Regions from separate parts of the Mus musculus genome. Here regions 1 and 3 are each linked to region 2. The links are chromatin contacts, called in public HiChIP or PLAC-seq and promoter capture Hi-C maps. All regions are on one chromosome and are shown on one strand. The core of a region is the stretch at or near the end of the contact, and the rest is flanking DNA. Distances in the headings are between cores, read along the strand shown. Region 1 holds the start of Moap1 (modulator of apoptosis 1). Region 2 holds the start of Golga5 (golgi autoantigen, golgin subfamily a, 5). Region 3 overlaps Slc24a4 (solute carrier family 24 (sodium/potassium/calcium exchanger), member 4).

Region 1 (4,610 bases), core at 1,363-3,862, 270 kb before region 2:
AGGGTTATACAACACAGTAGTTAAGAGTTGGCTTGTATGTTCGAGGATGTCAGTTTGATCTTTAGCACCACAAAAAGCTCCCAGATGGTACAATTTGGGAAAAAAAAAAACCTTCACTAAAACTCATTTTCATTTTTGGTATGAGTCAGTATACACAGGTAAATAGTTGATGTTTGTACACAGCATGGGATGTTGTGTCAGTGGTGAGGAACTGCATCAGGCTAAAGTGCTGCTCTCATTCATAAGGTTGTTGTTGTAGCTCTAAAGCAATGACTCAAAAGCCATGGTTATTAAAATGGTGTGAAATGTGTTAGTACTACTACCACTGGATACCCTGATTTCACCCAGGAAAGGAACAATATCTCTTCAGTGATCTGTGCTGGTACACCTGGTGTCTGTGTTATTTCTAGACTTCAACCATTTCATCTGTTCAGTTCCTACATAGTTTTTCAAAGAACTATAGATTAGTGGTTTAGATAGCCATTACCCAAAAAGAAAAGAACAAATTCTGTGTATCTAAATAGCCATCATCATGGCTGGAAATGTAATTCAGTGGTAAAAGTACAAAAAGCAATGGGTTGGTGGTGGCACAAACCTTTAATCCCAGCTGTTGGGGAGGCAGGGGCAGGCAAGAATTTGAAGCCAGCCTGATCTACAGGGCAAGTTCCAGGACAGCCAGGGCACACTGAGTAACTGTCTTGAAAAGCACAAAGGCTTAGATTCTATCCCCAGCACTCTCCCCTACCTACCCACCTCCCCCGAAAAAAACAGAAAGGTGATAGCCATCTCATTAATTTTCTACCAATTCCATGTAAACTGAAAGCAGGATTAGTGTCTTAGTCTGAAAATTTTTAAAGCAAGCAAAGTAATTGTATAAAATTTAAATTTTATGATCATGGTCAGACCTTTTTACATTTAACACAATGGAAATATTTTCCCCAATGGAAAAATTTCTGAATCATACTATGTTGCACATAGAATAGAAATAAAAAAATTCAGGCGCTTATTCAAGTTTCTAAAGACTGCAGGTTACAAGCCACTATTTTACTTCCAAACTCTGAAGTCATCAACATGATTGTGTAGTACTATATTTCAGGCTTTACCTAAAAAGTCATTATTCAGATAAAGTAGTCAGTCCTCTTGTCACTTTTTAAGTCTCGTTCCACCACAACTTCCTGAGACCTGTGAAGAAACTGCAGTCTTGTGGTCAGCCACTATACAGTGCTGGCAGTCTTACAATAAGGGAAACCGGTGATGGGTGTTATGTGTCAATCAGTTGTAGTCTGCTGATCTGATTAGAAGCCTTGACAAATGCCTGATGACGATTGCAGATAACTGCCAAGCATATGGGGATAATACAGTAGCCCACTGTTTTGGGATCCGCTCTCGTACAAGAATAAAGGAACAAAAACATCTGTAAGTACGGAATCAAGAAAATAATTGTCCACAACCAAAAGGGCAGGGAAAGTAACCGAGCTTTCAAGGAGTGTGTCCATGTGGTTCCTTCCCGAGGCTCCTCAGGGTGCTGCAGAATGTGTTCCAAAGCCAACCTGTTGTAAGTCTCATTGATTTCAAAAACATAATAAAACGCTGCTGCACTTGCTAGCAAATACAGTCCCACTCCAATCCATCCCATCCGCTGACGGAAGTTCATCATTCTCCATGCTCTGTGCCTTCAATGCAAACACAGAAAAATTATTGTTAAGGTCTAATAATGTTGCCATGGCAACTATTCCAAGTGCACATGATTTAAATTCAAGAGTTCTGAAAAGCACGAGCATTTTAAGATTTAACAGCTGTAAACAGCTTACAGGTGGTTTTATATAACAGTTGTAAGCACATAAAAATACTGGTTTCAGTGTCTACTGAGTGCTGTTATTTATGTGAACCCCAGAGTGAATGAATCATCACTTCTTGCTTGAGTAGACCCAGTACACCTTCGTTTCAGATAATGAAACATCTAGTTTCCCCACAGGACGTTGCTCTTGACAGTTGAAATGCTTTCTGGCTTAACACTATTTCAGACGTGGGCACTGGGTTGAGTTCTACTCGTTAAACCAACGTCGGAGTCCCCAAGTTAAGACGGTAACTCTTTCAAACACTTACAGTGGTCCCGAAAATCTTCCTGTTCCCCCTGCAAGCGAGCAAGAGTCACTCAGTTCTGAACAGTCAGGTGCCTTTGGCATTTCAGAACAAGCCACCTTAAGAGAAACCCTCTGGGTCGCGCAGCTGAAGAAGGTGAGCGCGGCGGCGGGAGCACGAGCTAGTAGTGATTAAGCTCAGCGTGACTACGGCTGGTCACGCGGCGGCGGCGGGCCCCGTCGCCCTCCGGAGCCCCAGGCGGGGGGAACCACCTGGAGATGCCGGGCCCGCCCCCCACTGCACCCGCCGCCGAGCTGAGCTGGGCAGTGGCGCCAGGCTTGGCCTGCAGAGGCCCGAGCTCGGCTCCCGGCCGGACGCCGGGCCAGCCTGACAGCCAAGCCGAGCAGCCCCGGGTCTCACCTTCCTGTCCTGAGTGGCCCGCCCGCTCGCAGTCCCGGATACCGCCGCATTCAGAGCTTCCGTCTAGGGCCGGAAACGCGCGCCGGCCTCTCATGACGTCAGGCTGTCAGCTTCGCGCCGCCTCCAGAGGCGGTTGTCTGTTCCCTGAGGCGTTTGCTGCGGTCGTTCTTCTGCCCTCGGCCGGGAGGCGGGCGCGGGGAGCCCGGGTCTCTCCTAAACCCCGCAAAGGTCAGACGTCCTCTCCGGGACCCAAGCGATGTATCTACGGGCAGGTGATCCTGATGGCGTTCGTTTCTAAGCGCCTGTGGCGGGTGGGCGGAGGAACTGCTCGGGAGTCAGACACGGTTAACTTAACGTGGATGCTCTGTTTTCTCAGGCTCCCGGACCTCTGCGTGTTAAAGAGACGAGCACGCACATCACTGTAAGCGGCGGCGGCGGCGGCGGCGCCCTGGTCGAATTAGAATTTAAATACTCTGAGCACCATGACACTGAGACTTCTAGAAGACTGGTGCAGAGGGATGGATATGAATCCTCGGAAAGCACTATTGGTTGCCGGCATCCCTCCGACCTGCGGAGTGGCAGACATAGAGGAGGCCCTGCAGGCTGGCCTTGCTCCCTTAGGGGAACACAGACTGCTTGGGAGGATGTTCAGGAGGGATGAGAACAAGAATGTAGCCCTGATTGGGCTTACAGTAGAGACTGGCAGTGCCCTGGTCCCCAAGGAAATACCTGCAAAAGGAGGTGTCTGGAGAGTGATCTTTAAGCCTCCTGATACTGATAGTGACTTTTTGTGCAGATTAAATGAGTTTTTAAAGGGGGAGGGCATGACGATGGGTGAATTAACCAGAGTTCTTGGGAATCGGAATGACCCTCTCGGCCTAGACCCGGGCATAATGATCCCTGAAATTCGAGCACCCATGTTAGCACAGGCATTAAATGAGGCCCTTAAGCCTACCCTGCAGTATCTGAGGTACAAAAAGCTGAGTGTGTTCTCAGGCAGGGATCCTCCAGGACCAGGTGAGGAAGAATTTGAATCTTGGATGTTTCATACTTCCCAAGTAATGAAAACATGGCAGGTGTCAGATGTAGAGAAAAGAAGGCGGTTGATAGAGAGCCTTAGAGGTCCAGCATTTGAAATTATTCGAGTCCTCAAGATAAACAACCCCTTCATTACAGTTGCAGAATGCCTGAAGACGCTTGAGACAATATTTGGGATTATTGATAATCCTAGAGCATTGCAGGTCAAATACCTTACTACTTATCAGAAGACTGATGAAAAGCTGTCTGCCTATGTTCTAAGGTTGGAGCCTTTATTGCAGAAACTGGTTCAGAAAGGAGCAATTGAGAAAGAAGTTGTGAATCAGGCCCGTCTAGACCAAGTCATTGCTGGGGCAGTCCACAAATCAGTTCGAAGAGAGCTTGGGCTGCCGGAGGGTAGCCCAGCCCCAGGCTTACTGCAGTTGCTGACACTGATAAAAGATAAGGAGGCCGAAGAAGAAGAGGTCCTCCTTCAGGCCGAATTAGAAGGCTATTGCACTTGACCCAAGACCCAAGGCTGTCATGAGCAGAACAAGATGGAAGAGCTCATTGCAGAGATCAGCCCATCCACTCTTTATGCTGCCAAAGTAACTCGCCCTTTGTCGTGTTGTTTACTGAATGTCTCCCCAATGTTTTACTGATAAAAATGATGTCATTCTACACTGATAATTATTTAAATCAAAAGACCATTCTGCTAGTACAGTGTCCCAGCAAGTCAAAAGTTTATATGCATGTTTAATAGTCATATGTGATGGTGCTATCAGTTATCAATAGTTTTCAGGTGTTGCCCACATTTATGCTGAAGACCCTGAGCCAAGGCTGGTTAAGATATTTAGTTTCTTTTATTAAAATCAGTTATCGATTCTGTGCAATCAAAAAGCACAACTGAATGCTGTGGTCAGTTCTACAACTAGTTTTAGGTTTGTGACTATCTGATATGTTGCCAAAACGTCTGCTTCTAAATATCATTTTCTTGGAGTAATAAAGAAATGATAATAAAATATTTGATCTTTGTATACATTGTAATACTACATTTGAAGGAAAATAATTTTTTGGCTTTGTTTTTAAGA
Region 2 (4,110 bases), core at 1,334-3,833:
ACAGAAATGGCTCAGTGGTTAAGAGCACTGACTGCTGCTCTTCCAGAGGTTCTGAGTTCAAATCCCAGCAACCACATGGTGGCTCACAACCACCTGTAATGGGAATTCGATGCCCTCTTCTGGTATGTCTGAAGACAACAACAGTGTACTCATATACATAAAATAAATCTAAAAAAGAAAAAAGAAACACAGACTTTAAAGATGTAATTTAAACTGATGTCTATTATTAGAAGAGATATATACACAAATAGTCATAAAGAGAGACCATGTAAAAGCAGGAGAGAAGACAGCTAGCTCTAAGGCAAAAGGAAATCCTCAGAAGTCAGCCTTCAGACAGCTGAGCAGGTAAAAGCCCTAGCCCTGAAGCTTGACAGTCTGAATTCAAACCACAGAACCTACTGATGAATGAGGCAGAAGCCCCAAGAAAATTGTCCTCTGGTCACAAATATGCCCACATTTACAAGTGCACACACAACTAGTAAGTAAAATAATAATAATATAAACAAGTCAACCTAGCCAATACCTTTATTGTGGCCTTAGAACTGTGAGAAAAGTCAATTTCTACTGTTAATCCCTCTGGCCTATGATACTTTTTCATGGGTGTCATAACAAACTCATACAGGATTCAAACAGAAAAAAAAAAATGCTTGGCAAAATTCCAGCACAACCAAATAAAAAGCCTCTGAAATTTGTTTCAAAGGGCTGAACTTGGAAAAAAAAAAAAGAAAACAGAAAAACAAAACAAAACAAACCAAGAAACCCCACTTGATTATCACAAAGTTACTACTGTTAAAGTGAAGCACTCCTGCTAGGTGGTGGTGGCACAGGCCTTTATTCCCAGCACTTGGGAGGCAGAGGCAGGTGGATCTTTGAATTTGATGCTATCCCGGTCTACAGAGTGAGTTTCAGGACAGCCAGGGGATACAGAGGGAAATCCTATCTTGAAAAAACAGTAACAAACAAAACTAACAGTGAAGCACTCCTGTGATTTATGTATGCAGCATATATAGGTCTAAAGTAAATTTTCAGTAATTTAAATATTTAGTACCTACCATGTGCATGTCCAGCTGAGTTCAATTTTTTTTTTAAAAAAATGACTGTATAAATTATCTATTTAACCAACACATGGAAAAAACTTCCAGGTGCCAAAGTCAAGGCCACGAAGTAAAATTAACCTTTAAGCTGTAGAATGAAGTAAACTACAAAGTCAACAGTGTTGGTTGAATGTGGTCAGTGTCCCTTTGGCTTGGAACTATTAGATCTTGGGCTTTCTTCACTAAATTGGCATCAGAGTTGTCTTTCCTTCCCTTCTATGCTAGGTCTTTTTATTCTGTGTGCATGCCCTTCTTTTGCCTTACACTGCTTCAGGTTGTTGCAACTGTTGTTTTAAAACATGTCTCTCCCTGCTGGGGAAGGGGGAGTGGGTGGATACACACAATGCCTGGTTTGCTCAATGATAAATTCCAATTCTAGCCCACACACAGGCACTCCTAGAAACACTACTGAAGTAATTCATCCTTATATGTCAAGTGTTGTGCAAACACTATCACTAAAAATAATATAATATAAAAATAAAATAATAAAAATAATATAGTAACATAATGCTCAGCTACATTATATGGCAAACTGTAAAGTCCTTTAGAAACAAATAAAGATGGATATGGCTTAGAAAGATCCTGGAACTTCGATGGCACCTCAGACACTGGAATCTAGGTCAACCTAGAGGTAAACCCACCTTTTAACCTCTCCGCTCTAACCTCGTCGGAAGTTAACTGTTTCAACACACTCTTTAGGAAACCCATTTAAGTGTGTATTTCAATTTATGAGAAACCAAATGAAAAAGGAATGTAACATGCCTTCTGACTTATAAAACGTTACACAAGCTCGATGTAAAAATTAGTGATGAGCGAGAGAAAAGTAGCTCTCCTAATAAAAAAAAGCCTGAAGACAATTAATGTCTTGCCTCCCATCTGAAAGTTAACGGGGCTTTAAAACATATCTTTCACGTGGATCGTAGACACTAAACCTGAGCTCTTATCTCAGTGACAGACTCCAAGAGGGGACTTCCCGTGGTGCAAAGCCACCGGGAAGGTCAGATGTCACACAGAGGCGGGGGTCAGGGGTCAGGCCCGGCGGTGTGACCACGGGTCCCCGAGAGGCGAGAACACATCGTACTGGGTCCCCAGAGCAGAGTCGGGGTGGAGGGCGGGTCAGCCTCGGTATCCGGAGGCTACGGGGCTCTGGCATCCCCTTCCTTGTCCCTGAGCGAAGACGAGCACGACAGCGCTCGGGAAAGGCGGAGACCGGGTCCCGCAGGCCAAGCCGTCCCGCCCGCGGCCTGGTCGCGCCTCACCTGAGGACGCCGAGCGGCAGCACCGCGGCCTCGTCGCCCGCCCGGGCCGCCACAGCAGCCCGCTGCTCCCGGACCTGCCGGCTAGCTCTTCCGGGAGACGTGGAAGGGCGGCGAGGACCTCAAAACAGAGTGGCCAACGAGCTGCCTGAGTGGCCGGAAGCTGAGCGCCGCCGGCCGCCTAGCAGGTCACTCAGGCGGCGGCGCCGGCGGCCGCGGGGCCCTAGCGCCAGGCCACGCCCCCTTCCGTCTGCCGCCGAACCGGGTGCCGCGCCAGCGTGCGTGTGACGTAACGCCGCCGGCACGCGGCCTCCACAACATTGCGGAGCACGCCCACAACGGGGGGCAGGGTCCCGAGCACCACAGGGGCGGGCCCAAGCCAAACTGGGCGGGGCATGAGCCGGCCCAGGCCTCTGAGCTCCTCCTCCCTTTCAAAAGTTTTACACGTGAGGATTTCGAGGCAGAGACTGGAACTGTCTAATCCCTGGGCCTGTGGGATGGTTCAGTAAATAGAGTACATAGATAAATAGCCAGGACTAACGGCCTGAGTTCTGAGTTCTGAGTTCATTCACAAAGCACACACACACACACACACACACACACACACACACACAAATTAAAAATACAAGGGCTGTGGAACAACATTATGAACTAACAGTACCCCGGAGCTCTTGACTCTAGCTGCATATGTATCAAAAGATGGCCTAGTCGGCCATCACTGGAAAGAGAGGCCCATTGGACTTGCAAACTTTATATGCCCAGTACAAGGGAACGCCAGGGCCAAAAAGTGGGAGTGGGTGGGAGGGTATGGGGGACTTTTTGGGATAGCATTGGAAATGTAAATGAGAAAAATACCTAATTTTAAAAAAACTGGGAAAGGGGATAACATTTGAAATGTAAACAAAAAAAATATCCAATTAAAAAAAAAATACAAGGGCTGGAGAGGTGGCTCAGTGGTTAAGAGCACTGGCTGCTTGCTCTTCCAGAGGTCCTGAGGTCAATGGCTCACAACCAACTGTAATGGGATGGGATCTGGTGCCCTCTCCTGGTGTGCCTGAGGGCAGCTACAGTGTACTCATATAAATGAAATAAATCTTTAAAAGAAAAAAAGAATACAATTTAAAGGGATGGGGTGAAGAACTCGGGAAGGGGGGACCAGTAAGGGGGGCAACATTTGGAATGTAAATACATAAAATAGTATAAGAAAAAAAATAAAAGAATACAATTTTTTAAAAAGAACCTGCTTTCAAGTGACAGAGATGGATTTTGCCTAAACTAATGAATCAACAATAGTTCAGAGCCTTTTGTAAACCAAGAGAAACAGGGAGAAGTATCCCGAGGTAGGAAAATAAGTCAGTTTGTGAGGGTTCCTTGTAGAAAAGATAACTTGAACTGAGACTATTATTCAATAGTGCTATAGTTATATTTTGCATACAGCTCACAGACTTTTTGAAATGGGTTTTTAAAAAGAAAATCTGTGTTCAATAATTCACTGAAGGCTACATCTACTGGGTAAACAGGACCAGGCTAATTTCGCCAACTGAAAAGCCTATGGTAAATTCTCAAGTAAGTGCGTTTGGGCATTGAGGAAACTAAGACTCAGAGATGTTAAATAATCTGGTTCCAATATTATCTGTCCTTAAAAGGGAGGTGTCCATCTCACTCCAAAGTCTGTGCCCCTAGACTCAAATTTTTATTGTCTCTGCATTGAATATGGGGAATAACTACAAGCCATTTTCTTCCTATTAAGTCAGGTTTAA
Region 3 (4,563 bases), core at 1,009-3,508, 300 kb after region 2:
GTCCCCTAACTCCAATTGTGTAACAGCGTGCTAAACCATCCTGGTTTTTGAGGTTCAATATACTAAGAACACAATTTCGAATTCAGGCCCAGGTCATAATGGCTGACCCTAGTGGGAAAATGTCAAAAATGGATGGGGGGATCTGAGAAAAGGGAAGGCATACAGGGGAACTACTGGGGAAGGCACGTTGCTCCATCTGAAGAATCTTGTTTAACTTCCCCAGAACCTCTACACAGTGTGGACAAGGCGCTCAGCCCACCCTACTGACACCCACAGGGTGGCTTCCATAGCCACAGATCAACTCTCCTGTTTCCGCCAACTTTCTACGAACTGACTGTTCACAGACGGATGGCCAGACAGAGGTGGTGTACTGGCTAGTTTTGTGTCAACTTGACACAGCTGGGGTTATCACAGAGAAAGGAGCTTCAGTTGAGGAAATGCCTCCATGAGATCCAACTCTAAGGCATTTTCTCAATTAGTGATCAAGGGGGAAAGGCCCCTTGTGGGTGGTGCCATCCCTGGGCTGGTAGTCTTGGGTTCTATAAGAGAGCAGGCTGAGCAAGCCAGGGGAGGCAAGCCAGTAAAGAACATCCCTCCATGGCCTCTGCATCAGCTCCTGCCTCCTGACCTGCTTGAGTTCCAGTCCTGACTTCCTTGGTGATGAACAGCAGTGTGGAAGTGTAAGCCGAATAAACCCTTTCCTCCCCAACTTGCTTCTTGGTCATGATGTTTGTGCAGGAATAGAAACCCTGACTAAGACAGGTGGGTACTGCAAGGTGATCTTGAAGTCCATCTTGGCCTGGTTGCCCAACGCCTCAGGACAAGCTGGGGCTTTATCCTCTTGGTTAGGTGGCAGCTCACCACCTCTGAGGCTCCTCACACAGGAGAAGGGAGGCTCCTTCCTTCCTCTGCAGAGCTTCATTGAGTTGGTGGTCGTGTGGGGTGCTGGTAGGCTCACACTCACAATGATCCACCAAACAGCTCCAGTCTCTAGGACCAGACCTGAGAGCAAGCAAAGTGTAGGACTCCGAGGGTGTACTCTCTCTGCTCTAGGGCTTGGAGGCCCCCCTCTCCAAGGCAGCATTTGGTTTGAATGAGCCAGGGTTTGGTTTGAATAAAGAGATTTCCCAGGTGTGAGAAGAGTGTGCAGGCATGGTGGTTACAGCAATAGTCTGGTATTGCGTTGGCAAGGAGAACTGCCTTGTGGGATTTTTCACTGAGCAACAAAGGAAGAGGAAAACGAAGGGAGAAGCCATCAGAGACTGGCCACAAGCTGACTGTTGGGTTTAACAGCGTAATGGATGAGATAGTGGTCTCACATAGGTGCAGGCGTGGGGTCCCCAGTTGTTTGTTGGCCATTGTTTGGGGAGGTTATGGAACCTTTAGGAAGTATGCATTGCAAATGGATGGACCTGGAGGGCATCATCCTGAGTGAGGTAACCCAATCACAAAAGAACTCACACAATATGTACTCACTGATAAGTGGATATTAGCCCAGAAACTTAGAATACCCAAGTTATAAGATACAATTTGCTAAACGCATGAAACTCAAGAAGAACGAAGACCAAAGTGTGGACACTTTGACCCTTCTTAGAATTGGGAACAAAACACCCATGGAAGGAGTTACAGAGACAAAGTTTGGAGCTGTGACGAAAGGATGGACCATCCAGAGACTGCCATATCCGGGGATCCATTCCATAATCACCTTCCAAACGCTGACACCTTGCATCCACTAGCAAGATTTTGCTGAAAGGACCCAGATAGAGCTTCCTTTTGTGAGACTATGCCGGGGCCTAGCAAACAGAAGTGGATGCTCACAGTCGGCTATTGGATGGATCACACGGCCCCCAGTGGAGGAGCTAAAGAAAGTACCCAAGGAGCTAAAGGTATCTGCAATCCTATAGGTGGAACAACAATATGAACTAACCAGTAACCCCACCCCACCCCCCGAGCTCGTGTCTCTAGCTGCATATGAATCAGAAGATGGCCTAGTCGGCCATCAGTGGAAAGAGAGGCCCATTGGTCGTGCAAACGTTATATGCCTCAGTACAGGGGAACGCCAGGGCCAAGAAGTGGGAGTGGGTGGGTGGGGGAGCATGTGGGGGACTTTTGGGATAGCATTGGAAATGTAGATGAAATAAATACCCAATTAAAAAAATAAACATTATAAATTTTTTAAAAAGGAAGTATGCATTTGTTGAAGGAAGTACAACACTGAGGCAGCCTTTGAAAGTCTATAGCCACTCTACTTCCTGCTCGCTCAGCTTCCTGCTCCAGCTCACCACTGTCATGTGCTTCCCCTGATGTCATGGATTCCCCCTCTGGAACTGTAAGCCAAAATAAAGACTATCTTCTATAAGTTGATCCTGGTCAGTCTTTTATTACAGCAATGGAAACTGACTGATCCAGAGGGGGTGGTCTAATTGTGTTGGAAACTTCACTTTGGAAGCCTGGTACTTTCCTCTGCAGAATCCTCACCCAGAGACACTTCGATTGTAGGGTGCTGCCATGCCCACCCCTGCACCCCTCAACAGGATCACCACACACATTTACACGTACAGTGTGGTTGATGATAGCTCCCCATCACCTCTCAGACACTTTAGGGACCAAGTCCGGGGTTCTCTGTGTCCAGTAGGGGATGCCCATGCGCTATCCTCTCTGGAGGGTCAAACTCAATTCTAGCTTCAGAGACCCATGGGAGCAGCTGGTAAAGGTCAAAGGTCACACCCTGGCACCTTGCTGTTCTAATTGGGTCTGGGGTATGGAGGTGAGGGATGAGCCTGCCTAATGTGGCTCACTTACTCTGTACCTAGATCTCGGGGTGGGGGGTGCTGTCAGGAAACTGACACACTCTGAGAACCCCTAACCTATCAATCCTCTAGTATTGGTTGATATTTATCTGCTTTTATATATGCTGGCTCTGCCCCTCTCTTTAGCCTGTATCCCACCCAGACCCTGACTAGTTTATGGATGTCACAGGTCAGAGCCACGCCACCACCAGCATTCCTCTCTGCTCCGTCCTCGACACCTCCCATGTCACCCTTCTCTGACTGTGGCAGTCTGCACATGAGGGAGGAGGTCACAGCACCTTAATGGGGTACCTCGAGACACAAGCCGAGTCCAGTGGGGCTGTGGGGTGTCGTCTTCTACTGAGATCAGGGGCAGTCAGCAACTATCTGACCAATGGCAGCCAGGGAGAGCAGAGGAGAGGGGAAGTTCAGGCTCTCAGCTGAGCCCTTCCTGTCAAGGATACATAGTAGACCGTAGAAGGCCACCGCGGACCGGAGTGACGACCACAAGGCCACCGTGATTCAGAGATGCCCTGTGAGAGCTCACATGCTTGCCTGTTTCTTTCTGCTCTGCACCATGATGGAGGCTCAGCCTATAGGTGAATTGAGTAAAGAGGTTCGTGGTTTTTCTGAGACCTACCCGATGGCCTCCAGTGTCAGCACTGTCATCGTCATCATATGCCAGTCTTTTGAATCCCTTGTTTGTGACCCTTTCTCTCCCTTTGGAAGCTTCCAGACACCTTTCTCAGTACTGAACACAAGCTCACAGCAGTAAAGGCCTGTCAAATTAGTGAAGCTTATCTATGGCTTCTTGCTGAGGATTTGCTTGGTTTGATGCAGGATCCCATGTGGCTCTGGCTAGCTTCAAATGCTCCATCTAGCTGATGTTGACCTTGAACTCCTGATCCTCCTGACTCTGCCTCCTGAGTGCTGGGATCATGGGCATATGCCACCACACTCAGTTTATGTGGCCTTGTGGGTATTAATCACTCTATCAACTGAGCCACATCCCCAGCCCACACTGAGGACCTAACAGACTTGTTGTTTGGCGATTCAGTTCCAAATGTTCTCAGATTAGCTTTTATGATTCCTATCCTCAGTTTGTTTTGTTTCCCTGTTTCTCTTCTCTAGAATATTCTTGTTATTGGACCTTAGACACTGGGCCTTTTGGTGCTATTCTCTCATTTAACTATTTTACATTTGTTTTGGTGAAAGAATGTTTTCTTTATATACACACATTTTTTTTCAAATAATGTTTCTCAAACAAGTAAGTAAAATGGATCAACAATTGCAATCAGAGCAAAAAGTAGGCAGCCATCTTCCTTGGAAAGCAGCTCTCCTGAGCATCAGAGATTTTCACTCCATTCCAAACCAGTGTGGGGGGAGGCAGATGGAAGTGACAAGCTCTCCTCCGCCCTGTGACAAGGACTCACAGACTCAGGAGATGTCCCTGAGTCACACATCTCACACAGGGCAGATTTAGGCAGCTGTGGTCCTTGTGTTCTACCCTGGGACACTTCGGAGTTCTTGACTTCAGCTGTACTTTTTCTGCGGGCCCCCTTCTGACATTTTTGCATCATCTTATTTTGAGTGTTCCCAGACCTAAATAAAAGTTTAAAGACTCAATAAACACCCATGGGTCTTTTACTCAGACCAGATAATGAAAACTGGCACCCAGCACCTGCCTATATCACACACTCATATGTCTGTTGCTGTGGTGTGTGTGAGTGTGCATATGTGGTGTGTGTGTGAGTGTTGTATGTGCGCTCATGTG

The links. HiChIP or PLAC-seq counts read pairs in DNA pulled down with a chosen protein or histone mark. Capture Hi-C pulls out chosen DNA fragments and counts their contacts.
Region 1: a contact with region 2 is called in a promoter capture Hi-C map of liver, with 2.8 times the contacts expected there. The contact joins the promoter of Moap1 here to the promoter of Golga5 in region 2. A contact is called at or near these places in 25 of 39 promoter capture datasets (the 3T3-L1 cell line, 3T3-L1-derived adipocytes, the C10 cell line and 15 more), 3 of 15 datasets of contacts at CTCF or cohesin (the NIH/3T3 cell line, embryonic stem cells and large pre-B cells), 26 of 484 Hi-C or Micro-C datasets (the C10 cell line, CD8 T cells, the G1E-ER4 cell line and 17 more), 40 of 115 datasets of contacts at active chromatin or transcription factors (DN3 thymocytes, the HPC-7 cell line, the NIH/3T3 cell line and 24 more) and 5 of 9 other capture datasets (adipose tissue, embryonic stem cells, liver and 2 more).
Region 3: an H3K4me3 HiChIP or PLAC-seq map of bone marrow-derived macrophages shows a contact between it and region 2, with 3 times the contacts expected there. The contact joins the enhancer-like site here to the promoter of Golga5 in region 2. A contact is called at or near these places in 4 of 39 promoter capture datasets (liver, neutrophils and pre-B cells), 1 of 15 datasets of contacts at CTCF or cohesin (large pre-B cells), 30 of 484 Hi-C or Micro-C datasets (the AtT-20 cell line, B cells, the Ba/F3 cell line and 18 more), 8 of 115 datasets of contacts at active chromatin or transcription factors (the HPC-7 cell line, bone marrow-derived dendritic cells, bone marrow-derived macrophages and 4 more) and 2 of 9 other capture datasets (adipose tissue and macrophages).

The regions. Positions count from the first base shown.
Region 1 is chr12:102,741,663-102,746,272 of GRCm38.p6, reverse strand. Moap1 (modulator of apoptosis 1) reads left to right here and starts at 2,612. Exons shown (of 2, transcript NM_001142937.2): 1 at 2,612-2,730; 2 at 2,879-4,610. The coding sequence starts at 2,985. The coding sequence ends at 4,043. It overlaps Gm20604 (predicted gene 20604), which reads left to right. Exons shown (of 2, transcript NM_001142939.1): 2 at 2,879-4,610. The coding sequence ends at 2,901. It overlaps Tmem251 (transmembrane protein 251), which reads right to left and starts at 2,513. Exons shown (of 2, transcript NM_177140.4): 1 at 2,107-2,513; 2 at 867-1,673. The coding sequence starts at 2,186. The coding sequence ends at 1,262.
Region 2 is chr12:102,467,607-102,471,716 of GRCm38.p6, reverse strand. It overlaps Golga5 (golgi autoantigen, golgin subfamily a, 5), which reads right to left and starts at 2,583. Exons shown (of 13, transcript NM_001199004.1): 1 at 2,354-2,583. It overlaps Gm30198 (a long non-coding RNA gene), which reads right to left. Exons shown (of 3, transcript XR_381856.1): 3 at 3,841-4,110.
Region 3 is chr12:102,171,621-102,176,183 of GRCm38.p6, reverse strand. All of the region lies in intron 2 of Slc24a4 (solute carrier family 24 (sodium/potassium/calcium exchanger), member 4), which reads right to left. Among named protein-coding and RNA genes, the nearest start is that of Slc24a4, 45 kb to the right of the region's middle. Within about 2 kb of position 2,258, at least 4 of the 459 cell types and tissues checked have an H3K27ac peak or open chromatin away from gene starts, as enhancers often do. A contact at or near this core is called in the HPC-7 cell line and bone marrow-derived macrophages, where this site is marked.